Linked DNA regions of Anas platyrhynchos: region 1 is linked to region 2. A link is a contact called in public Hi-C data. All regions are on one chromosome and are shown on one strand. The core of a region is the stretch at or near the end of the contact, and the rest is flanking DNA. Distances in the headings are between cores, read along the strand shown.

Region 1 (6,000 bases), core at 2,993-5,492, 39 kb after region 2:
CTTGACTTTGTGGTATGCCAGAATGCCTGGAGTAATTGTGATCCAGCCAAAGGGCTAGATCACCTGAAGACCTGGTTTCAGGGTTGGCAGATTGGCCCAGAGACTACAAAGACAACAGCTCTGTGAGGAGCAAGAAAACTGAGGACTAGGATCCTCTGAACTTGTAGCTACTGACTGTAAGCATGTTGTAGAAAGGCTGTAGCATTATGCCTCCTTGGACAACAAATAGTTCAGTAACTTTTCCCTATCTTTGGGAAAATCTCTGTGTGGCTCATCTATTTTTCTGTATCTGTCTGAGAAGGATTTGCATCTTTCCCTAGATAGCAGATCTTCTAACACCTTATTTTGGGTTTAAGTTTCTTCTCCACTTTTCTCTCAATGAAAGCAATAAAAATCTCTTTTCTCCGACCAGCTGCCTGTTTTCATGGTAGGATTTTGCAGTCTTTGAGGCTATAAGTGCATATTAAATCTGGCTGCAGCTGATGGTGTTAAACTTTTTTTTTTTTGGAGGCGGGGGGAGAAGGAAGATGTAGACAGAGCATGCTGGCACAAGCCTTGCTTTCCTGGAATTTTAGGTCTCGGCATAGGAAGCCCAAATAGGGTTGACATGTTGTAAAAACTACCCAACATAGATGTGCCTGCAAAACATTTTGGTACCTATATTTCTAGAATTCTGTATTTGGCTATAAGAACACAAGACAATCATCACTTCTGACGTCTTAATTCTGTTACTTGGTTTAATACCTCTAAAGGGATTTAACTTTGCAGAGTGCAGATGCTCATAACTCAGAAATGGGCCTCTTGAATATGATCTCAAACTGAACAACTCAACTAACTTTTACATTTCTTAAACCCTCTGGGGGCCCATTTTGAGTGTGGGTCAAGTCCTGCAAGACCGTAAAGGTCTCCTGGAAGTTGTTCAGTTCTTTCTGAACTCACTGTCTTGAAGAAGGGTTAGATGAAACTGCTTTCTCATGTAAAGTAAACTAAGAAGCTTTGCCAGAAGATCAGTGTGAGATGCAAAGGGGACACAGTGCTCATGTAAATAAGTACATATAAATTAACTCCTGTGCTGCTAGGTTTGTTGCTTTCCCCCTCATAGCTATTTTGGCTCAATAGTTTTGCTAGGTATGCCAGCCTAAGCCTATCTGCTCCAAACTTGCCTTTGTGCACCTAATGGTTTCTGTCTCCCTTTGCACCACTTCTCTTGTCCCGTATTCCTTAAACTGAAACTACAACAAATCTGCTTTTCTCTAGCTTTTGGGTGTCTGGAAAAGACTTCAAAGGATAGAGCTAGTATTCCTTCAAACAACAAGTTTGTGACAAGCCTAAAAGTAAGTGTAAAGATTTGGGGATCACATGTGTGTATAAATGACTTAGAAGCAATTCAAATGTGTCTTTCCTTCTTGCAGTTCAACAAAAACAATTGCCTAGACTGAAACTGTACTCTGCCCTTAAGCTCTACTGTTCAAAAATATGAAACTCTCAGCATGATGTAATAGTGTGCTTGCTTCTATATTCGGGTGTCCGTTTCCATGCCAAAAGTTATAGATTAATCCTGTAAACTCCAGCACTTGTTCCACCCTTTCTGGGTCCTTAAACTACTGATCATTTATGTTCTGCCAAGAATAGGGCGAGTTGCAATTCACTGAGAACATTTTCCTCTAAAGGCAATTAAATATTACCAGTTGCTTCATGTATCACACAGGATCTTTTCACTGGCAATGCGACACATTTTAATCCCCATATCGCTTTACTTTGATAAGTGCTTTAAGATCTTTACAGCTCTCTGACTTACTGTGTTTTGAAGAATTCCTAAGCTATGAGATACACATATACACAACTAGTAGTGTAGTATGCAAAGCTGCTTTGAAGTGGTATAAGATTTGGCATAAAGCCAGAAATATTCCTGCCGGTGGCAGTACCTGCTGCTGTTGTGGCCAGTGATAGTATCTGGCAAAAAACATTTGGGAACTCCCTCCCCTCAAGCCCTTTTCTAATCATGGATAAGGAATCTTTGGATGGAATTCTGAACTAGTGTTTCCCTTAAACTCTGCAAAGGTCTTACAGGCCTTGCTAAAACATATTCCTAATTTTATGAGGACAAGTGTTTTTCAAAAGCATTAAGCTTTAGACATCTTATCAACTCCAACCATGTTTCTGGTAATTCTACATGTAAATCCCACTGTCACTTTAAATTTCTCTTGTAAACAGAGGAACCATGGAATTAGTAACTTCCTGCTCTTCTCCTAGGATGTGTCCTATTGACACTTTGTGTAATATATTAATCTACGCAGTGGGATTTGCAGTCAGTTTCTTTTGCAATATTTAGTTTAAAAATATATATACATTAAATGAAACCAGTGGTGTAGCAAGGTGATTCCTAAATATCTGATACCTTTTCTGTAAGGTATCTGCTTCATGTAAACTACCCATTAATATTTCCTCCCCAAATAAAAATCACTGTAGAAAGAAAAGTATCCCCTCCTCCATCCCAACTTTATAGGCTTGAAAAAAAGACTGAAAAGAAACTGTTTGTTGTTCTGCACATTAAACTGTTCTGAAAACTTCAGCAAGCAAATAGCTTTTGATCTAACAGGAACTGAAAAGTACTACTGAAGCCCATGAGATCATACAATTCACAGCAGCTTCTCTCAATGTTCAAAATAACACAATTATATTTGAGCCTCTTTGGAACGAGCCATACAGTTCACAGCGAGAGTTAAAAAAGTCAGTTTACAAACATCCTCTGTGGGTATATATACATCGTTACTAAATTATGAAAAATAACTTGCAACTGCACAAGTTTATACAGGTCTCATTTAAATATTAAAAGTAATAATAATATGAAATTCTGCTAAAATGTCTTTTAAATCCCAAGTTTGGATATCTGATACCTTAATATGACAACTCTAGCAAAAGGTCAGATTTTATCAATTTTTTTCTTAAAGAATGGTAGGACTCAAACCATGGAGTCCAATGCACTACCTTCTGAGTCCTGCATTAACAAAAATCTTTATCGATCAGATATGTCTTACTATTTTGTTTATTTCTGTAACCTGACAACCCTGAATGCTTCTGACTCGATAAAGTGTGTAGAATGTTTTAAAATGTATGTTGTAATTAGCATGGGATTGCGGTTTTGTGAACAGCTAGAAAAAGCTACCAGAAGTGAGAGGCTCTAGTTGATGTTTTGGCAGGGATGCTTTTTGTCATCAGATAATTGTTAGTCTCCAAATAGACTAAATACCTATGTATCTAGCTGAAAAGCTAGACTTTATCCCCTTCTACAGTATGTAACAGGTTTGATTGGGCAGGTCCAGCTCGGTTGGTAGATCCCCTAGTATTGACTAACCAGGTGGCCTTTGCCAAGTAAGCACGAGAACTGAATTTGTATACATTTCTGCTGGTCTGAACCTGTCTGTTCCAGACTGGTCATACCATTTCTGGAGCAAGACCAGCCAAAAGGATAACCGGGCTTTCAGGCATAGTTTGTGCTGTCGCAATCCTGAAGAGATATTATCAAGAACCTGCAAACCTGTTTGTGGTAGCTCTACTGGCATTCGCTCCCTAATGTTACCTGAAAACTTTGAGAAAGGATACTAGTTTTGCTGGACTAATTCACTTGCGTGAAACCATTCTGTTTCTTGGTGTATTGCTACAATATCTCTTTCAGCTTTTAATGTTCAAAAACGTATGTCCTGTGAACTGTAGAACTAAGCACACACGTGATACAGTCTGCAATGTCTCGATATTCCAAATTCTTCTACAGTGAAGATTAGCAAATTCTCAATACTTAAAGATTTACCTACCAAATCTGGTTTCAGTTTGTAGGTCAAAGGAAAGGAATAAAGTATGGAGTACAGGGTTGTTACCACGGAAGAGATCCAAGATTGTCTAACCTCGCGGCTTCTGGGAATGCGATCAAGGGTGAACTGTAAGAGAGCATGATAAAGCTGAATTGTTATTTTTTCTAAGAATGTTGTTGTTCCTTCTATAGAGTTATTAGACCTATCTGTGCCAACATTTTTTTTTAATTTTTAAATCTAGGTTGGAAATATTTGGGTATGAAATCCTTTCTTAGATGCCTTATTCACTATCATGCTTAGCACTCTTTGGAATGAGGTTAAACAAAATACTAGAACTATATATCTATTTTTAAAATCGTTTCCTATGTTACTTTAAAACATTCCTAAATTTAAAAACAACTCAGCTGGAGCAACTTCGTCTGCTGTATGTTAACTTAGTGCCCCTCCTAGTGGTCACCGGGACACATTTCCAGGTTTCATAAACTAGTCCAAACAAGGTGACTCCTTTTTATTTCCTGCTTAAACTCATCGTGGATTTACATTGCAGAAAATGTAACAACATTTCCCAATTAATGTCCAGTGCATGCTATTAAAAATGTAATAGTAAATATCACTCTCCTTTAAGTGAGTACTCGAATATTCAGAAGAATATGCAAGACATACTCAAAATGCAAAATATTTGCATTTTAAAACAGGAAAGAACATAAACTAATATTAAGTTTAAGAAATACTATTCATTGTTTTTTACTTAGGCAAAATTAGAGATCATCCAATGTGTGTAAAAGGTATCGAATTAACAAAATACGGATGTTTTCTGTTTGTCTCAGAACACTGTATGCAGCCAACGGTATTCAGGCTTCATGTACTCTCCCCCGACGTCTTTGACATAGAGGAACTGCACCTAAGAATTATTGCTACAGCTGAGGGTAGTCCTGATGCCCATTCAATTTGTCATTGTTGAGATGAAAAACAAATACATTAAGTACACTGTACTGCCCAGTGATGCTGACATATTGTTTAGATCTGGACAGCGGTCACTAACTTCACATGGGACACCAGATCACTAACGTTAGGAGCGAGGGACTCTAAATATCATTACACATATTGAAAACTCCCCCATTTACTTCAATTACACCATATCTGACTGATACAATTTAGCCCTGCTTATTTGTGATTAGGAAAGGTGATGTTACCAATAGTTGCACATTAAATACAAACTACAAATCTGTCTTGAATAGCTATAACTCAGGTCTTTTTTATGTGAAGTAGAAAGAAAATAAAGAAAGAACCCTTACAAATGCAGAATATTAAGTTAATTTTCTTGACTGAAATTATCTCGTTTCATTGCAATAAGGTTCTTTAATTGTTGTAATACTGGAAGGCATTAACAGATGTTACGAACTGGCTGTTTTATATTTTATTTGAAGGTGTTGTAACTGATTGTATTAGTGTGATAACAAAATATGGAAAAACAAACGTGCCCCCTGTTCCCCATTTAACAGGATTCTGGTTATCACTATTTCTTAAAGCTTTGTAAGAGATCAGGTGATAAAAAGAAATGCTGTTAAGTGAAGTTTAGACTCTTTCACAGTATGCCGTCCTGTAAGAAATATGTATTGACAAGGTAGTTTTAGGCAGATCAAGTTTTAGTAGAAGCATTTGGATGTTCCCTTCACTGCAAGGATGGTATTAAATAATAAAGTTCTTGCCAAAGAACTGTATGTAATATTCTCCATCATAAAAAAAAAAAATCACCAAAATTTGGCAGGGACCCTAAATGGTATAGAAGTAGAAATTTAGTTGTAGAATTGGAGTAAAGATCAGACTGGTTTTATCTATATTCTTCGCAATACATGCTTGAAACTTTGTGCACTGACGTCTGTATTGCATATTAGAACTTCAGCCCATGCATCAATCGACTCTTGAATATTTAGCTGGGGAACAAAATAGGATTCTGTTTGTTTAAAAGCCACTGCCAGGTGTTTCTCCAGTGTCTCATCTAATGGAGTACTGCTAGTATTCTGGACAAAGGCACCTCCGGAATCTTTTGTTGGAAAACTGCATAATATGTCTGATATTAGAAACAAAAAACTCTTCCCTAAGTTCTGTGGTCTCATACTGTTGCATTTATTTTTCTTACTGCTGTAGCAGAATCAGAAACCTTTTCATTATTTGAAGACAAATGTTCCAA
Region 2 (6,191 bases), core at 3,121-5,620:
AGTGCATGGAAGTAAATGAGGTTATAGAAAAGTTGGTGATCAAGGGACGCGCTTCAAAGACCACTCATCTCCTCCCTCCCCCTACTTACAGTAAAGAAATATAAAGTCTACTAGACAGAGTACCACCAAACAATTCTACGTGTGGCTATTTCAGTCTTTATTTGCAAGTATATAAAGGAAAAAGAAAGGTAACATTTTTTCTCATATAATGTAAAGTACATTCCGCATTTGAGATTACAACTAAGATGAATAGTGAATCACAACCCCCACTGTTTGGGTAACTTGGAAGTAATCAGATGGAATTTTATCATGTCTCTTAAATATTTACTCTATGTTGGAGTACTCTCACGTGTGTTAAAATCTTCAGTTTTTCAAGAGGTTTTAAAGTTTCTCGGGGATATCGCTACTGTGCTTAAATACAGATAGGAAATAAATGTTTAAACACGTGAGGAAGCTTTGCATTTTTGGCATTAAAAGCATTGCTATTAAATCTGAAAATTTTCTGCATTGTCTTCAGTAAGTACTGTGCGGTTTGATTTAAATATGGCAAAGGTTTTGTTTTGATGTATTTGAACTGGTGGGCAACTAGGTTACAGAAAGTAAAGAGTGGTGATAGTTTCTCTGAAAGTTATACTTACTCTATCTGAAAGGTAAAGACATGGAAACCTTTTATAATCTGACTTAAACGTGTGACAAGAAGGAGTTAAGCAGGAAGAGCCTGGGTCAGGTACCAGGAGCAAAGTATTATGTTTACTTTGAATTGTTAGCTCTTTTTTTACTCCCAGTGACACAATTAGAAGTTATGCAACACCAAACTGGTGAATACTTCATATTTTCCACATGTCTATCACTATCAGTTGTTCCAGTTTTCCTTTGATTGCTATCTGTGAGGGGAAAGTTGGAAGCTTTAATATAAATGAAAAACTTTATGGCTTTTTCCATTACTGCTTATCAACATGCCAACATTTCATTCTTTTTAAAGTACTGACTTTCATGGAAGATGCTTAAAACTTATGTTCACAAAAAAGAAAGCACCGTCTAGCAAAGATGATAGCAGTAGCTAAGCACCTTAATTCAAAGTGTTCATCACCAGTGCCATTGAAAAAAGGTACCAGTCAGAACACTGTAGAAAAGATCCAATTGTAGCAATGGATATAAAAATTTAAAATCTGGTTTAAAAACAGCAGGAAGCCAACTATTAATATAAATTCTTTACTTTGTTCTTGTAATTCTTGAAAGATATAAAGCTATAAATGCTATTGTTCTTGTTACTTCTGAGACACAGATTTCAAAGAAGCCTCTTTGAAAGGAAACTAAACTTATGCAAGTGGTGAAAAATTGTAGGTGCTCTATGGTTGTGGGAGGAAACAAGTACATGTTACTTGCCTTTTACAAGCTCCTGACTATTAGTAAAATTCATAATATGGAAGAGCTGGCTTCGCTTTCAGCACAGAAAAAATACTTTGACAACTGAAGACAACTTTTCTGATTAACTCTAAGTAGAAATATGATACTTTTACGGTAGAGGTAATCTTCAGAAGACTTTGGTTTCACTTTGCTACTGTAAGTCACAAGAGGAGGCTGCAGAAAAATTAGGATCTTATTGTCATTTAGGACTGGCTTCTTTTCATTTAAAAAAAAAAAAAGGTACTTTTCAAATAGAGCTGTATAAAATACTTCAGTTAATTGCATCTCTGCAAAACATTCCAGCTGTATCTGAATTTTTGGGAAGGAGGTGGAAATCAGGAAAACTTCTCCATGCTTTAAAAGAACATTTTGAGCTTGACTCTTTTGTACCAGTTGAGATCATAGACATTACATTTGTCTTCTTGAGCTTCACATGCAGTCATACAATGTTAACATTTTATTAAAGGATTTAAATTTATCAGAAGCTGTTTCAGGTGCTTATGTGCTGCTGCTGTACTGAGTCTGTCCTGTACACAATCTTGTCTTATAGAGCCAGGATAGAAGACTGCCTCATTAATGATGCACAGAAACAGGAAAGAAAAAAAAAATTAGTAACACAGTATGAAATTTAGGTAAAATCTCTTCAATATAGTAATCTTCTATTACAGATAACTTAAAGCACATTATCTTTATAACCTAAAACTGATGCATTTCAGTTCTGAAGGTGGAGGGGCTTTTTTTTTTTTTTTTGCTTCCTAATTTGTTTTGTCTTTCTGGAGCGGAAGGAGCAGATTTGGTTGTAGAACTTGGGGTACCAATAGGTCAGCTCTTACTCTTACTAGCAATTCCTATTTTAAATGCCAAGTTTCATCTTTGAATGTCACACATGTATAATACTAGGCATCCTGATATATGTACGTTTATGCCAATACATATGCCTTAGGCTAAAATGCTTGGTTTAAACTTGATTCCTCTAGAAACTTCACAATACTTAGATGTACAGTGAAATATGCTTTGGTGATGGTATACGTGGATAAACTTACTGCAGTATTTCATGCTATCCATGCTTACTTATAATATGCTTATTTTGGCAAACAGAGAATTCAGGATTCTTGAACTCTCTCTGATCCTCACATCTTGTTCTGTTCAGGTAGGACTTTCCCGTTTGGGACCTCTTACAGTGTAAAAAAACCTCCCTCCATCCTTAGTACAAGAGAAATCATCATCGCTGTTTTTATCAAGGGTACGGATTCCTTGAAACAAATGCAAAGTTATCTTTGCCAACCTCGAGGGATGCAGGCAGATGACTCGAGTTACTGCATGTGCCTGTAGGGTGCTGAGTTTGAGTGATAATGTTAACAAGTATTTCACACCATAAATGATCTCATATGGACTTTCATTTGTCCGTTTATAATAATCTTTTCCAAATTACACGGTACACACTGCACGTTACAGGCTATAGATATGCCAAATCTCCGGTTCGAGTTCAGCTATCTTGCTGCTATGCTCTGGAAAAATACTGTAACAGTATCTCAGGAAAAGGTTTACACAGGCTGCATACCTTTTTACAAGTCGCTGGGACTAACAAACACAGAATTTAGCAAGTTAAAAAGAACAGTTCCAGAAGATAAAACTTCCAAAGTTCCCTGTCACGTTACATCTGCCAACAACTCTTCCTTCTTCTGGAACTTTTGACTTGCGCTTCAGGCCTCACGCCCCCGCAGCAGGAGTCACGCCTTTAGCATGCAGCATGCTGTACTTGAAGTACCAGAAAACAGCTGAAAAACTGATCGTTGGTCAAAAGTTTTAACCCTAAGAGCAAGTGCTTGTCAAAGCGGGAGTGAGGCAGACTACAAGGCTAATCCCAAACTATTCTGCAGCATTCCTGCTCCTTGCATCTCAACTGCCCTGTTGTGCTCATTGCCTGTTGTTCCAGAACGCTTCCAATTCCCACTTTTTTTTTTTTTTAAGGTTGTTTGGATTTACTTTTTATACAACCCAGTTAAAACTTTGTGGTTGAAAGTGTAAATTGATTATTGTACATATCTAAACTTCAGGGCTAAGGGAGAGTAACATAAGGACATAATCAGCATTTCTCAGCGCAACGCTTCTAGTTGGAGCAAGTAAGTCTGTCAACAAAGTGCTTTAGTTATAGAATAAAATAAAGTGTGTAACCTTTAAAATGAGACAAAGAATCTTAGTGGGAAACTACAAAGCTTTGGTTTTACTGAAGGTGGGGCAGAAGAGGGAGTGACAGCACCAAGCTCACCATCAAGTGGAGCCTTTTGTCATTTGAGCTACCAACCCAATGAACTTTCACCATAAGGACAAATTAAAATACCCTGTTAATTTTATGTATGTTGACCAGGGCTCCATGCAAAAACAGATGTCACGGGATGCATATTTGTGCAATGAGAAACCCAAATGTAAGAAGAAATGCGGAAAGCCAGATGAAAAATAAATGGGAAGGTACAGTACAAAATGCAAGCCACCATTAAGCATGCCCTGCTGTTTGAACACACAGTTTTCTTCTGTCATTATGGACTGTTGTACAGAAAGGCAGGAAACAGTGTGTAAAACTAATGTTAAAAGAGCTCACTGAGAGCTAGATAGAGCTCACACTATCTAGGCACAAAATTTTTACAGCAGTATCCATTTAGCTTAATATTAAACTTTTATTTTTTGTTATTTGTAGCATAGTTGGTAACTCACCCATGTTTCACTGTTTTCTCTGTAAATCATAATTTAGATCACAAACCTTAAAAGAGGAATGGATGAGAATTAATCCAAATTTCCTGGCATTGTTTCCACCTGCACAAGTTGAAGCTCTGTGAAGTAAGAACAAGCCATGCCTCACAGTTTCCAAGTCATCTTACAAACAAGATACCTGTAGTCATGATGGGCTTTTGCTGCCAGAGCAGCAGGCTGGAAGAACTGTGTGTTCTATTCCTTGGCTGTCCAGTACGACTTTGTGACAGCTCACAAGCCAGTCGAGAAAAAGATGCTACCATCCCTTCCCTCAGACTGCTCTAACTCAGACTCGTGTCCATCCTCAGACTGAATACTGCATCTACCCTGTTTTGTGCAGCTGGGTTACTGCAGCTCTCTCTCACACTGACATTTGTTTTCAGTTTCTTCCCCTCGCGTTTACGTAATCATTTCTTGTCACAGTCAGATTTCTGGCTTACAACTCCTGTTCTCCTCATTGATCAGCTTCTACTTCCAACTGCAGCAACATGATAGGACGAGGAGTAATAGCTTTAAACTAAAATGGTAGGTTTAGATTGGATATTAAGAAGAAATTCTTCACTCAAAGGGTGGTGAGGCACTGGCACAGGCTGCCCAGAGAGGCTGTGGATGCCCCATCCCTGCAGGTGCTCAAGGCCAGGCTGGATGGGGCTGTGAGCAACCTGGGCTGGTGGGAGGTGTCCCTGCCCATGGCAGGGGCTTGGAACTAGGTGGGCTTTAAGGTTCCTCCCAACCCAAACCATTTTATGATTCTATAATCTGCTCCTGTCACCATACATTATTAGTCTTGATATCAAATCTGTTTGCATTGTACTATTTATTCTGTGTATTTCTGAATAGTTTGAATTTCTTTACAGAACATGGTTTCAGTAATACTCACTACCCATTATTTTAAACCATGGCAGTTTTCACTGCACAAAAAGCACCAGAAAGTAAAGTTTCTTCTCAGTTAGGACAGTACTGATCCCAATCAATGCACAGAGACCTGTTACCTCCTGAGAACAGATTTTACTTGGATTTGAACCCTTCCCCAATATTACTGAACTCTGGTACAACAATAAATGGGTGCAGATCACACCATCAGCAGCAGTGACTACTTCTGAAAGAAAAGTGCTGAGCCATACACTGAAAATACTGTTACCATGCCGTCCAGAAAGACCAGTGAACTGCTTGTTTAATGGGTGGGGGAAAAACAAAATCTAACTGAGCATCCCGCTACATAAACATCAAATATCAAAAATTCTGAGAACGTTGTATTTTCCCTAGTAGCAAACAAGGAAGTGTCTCCTGAGGTTCCTCCTGCGATAGTGCTGGTGGAACGGTGTTCTCAAAGCCTGGACAGCCTGCAGCCAGAAAGCAAGAGCACCAAGGGTCACTATATCTATTTGGGAGTACTTCTCTACTGCTGCACAACTATCCACAAAATCATGCGCTCTTTCAAGTTTACATACTTTTCTCCCCCAGTAGAACAGCTTTTAAAACGTCCCAGTAGGAGATAAAAAATGTTGATTGTATTCCAGGAAACATCAAAGAATATTCTGGATATGGCCACCCAAGGAAGTTGTGCTTTAACCATGTAGGAGTTGCAAGAAGAATATGATCTGCAATTACTGTGATATTAAAAAAAAGTAGAAAAATATTAGAAAATGTTTACTTAATTTTGTAATAATATCCATCTTTAAAAGTCTACCATTTAAAATCTGGAAGATTACTCAAGGAAGTCTAAGAAAACATATGCTAAGACCATTTGAAATTTAGCATGACACTTTCCCTGTTTACACAGATCCTGTAGGCAGTTCTGTAGAAATCATAAAATCTTTGTAACAGACAGTAGAATAGGTATTTTTAAGGAGTTTATTATGAACTTTTGGATCAACTGTTTGTTTAAATTATATTTTAAGTTATGTGAAAATCAAGCCACAAACCTGCTATACGGGAAGTTTATAACTCGTGTGAAAGAAAGTACTATTGTTAAAGTACTAAAGACAGTCAAACCACTAAGATGCTCGGATTTAACCGCCCTGTACTAAGTTCTA

Evidence for each region. Hi-C and Micro-C count contacts between places; a contact is called where the count stands out from the background.
Region 1: a Hi-C map of subcutaneous adipose tissue shows a contact between it and region 2, with 1.7 times the contacts expected there. The contact joins two enhancer-like sites. A contact is called at or near these places in 3 of 8 Hi-C or Micro-C datasets (liver, skeletal muscle and subcutaneous adipose tissue).

Annotation. Positions count from the first base shown.
Region 1 is chr8:9,079,274-9,085,273 of IASCAAS_PekinDuck_T2T, forward strand. CNN3 (calponin 3) reads right to left here. Exons shown (of 9, transcript XM_072041844.1): 3 at 3,813-3,935. Among named protein-coding and RNA genes, the nearest start is that of TLCD4, 6.4 kb to the right of the region's middle. Within about 2 kb of position 4,243, at least 5 of the 8 cell types and tissues checked have an H3K27ac peak or open chromatin away from gene starts, as enhancers often do. A contact at or near this core is called in subcutaneous adipose tissue, where this site is marked.
Region 2 is chr8:9,040,626-9,046,816 of IASCAAS_PekinDuck_T2T, forward strand. All of the region lies in intron 3 of CNN3 (calponin 3), which reads right to left. Among named protein-coding and RNA genes, the nearest start is that of TLCD4, 45 kb to the right of the region's middle. Within about 2 kb of position 4,371, at least 2 of the 8 cell types and tissues checked have an H3K27ac peak or open chromatin away from gene starts, as enhancers often do. A contact at or near this core is called in subcutaneous adipose tissue, where this site is marked.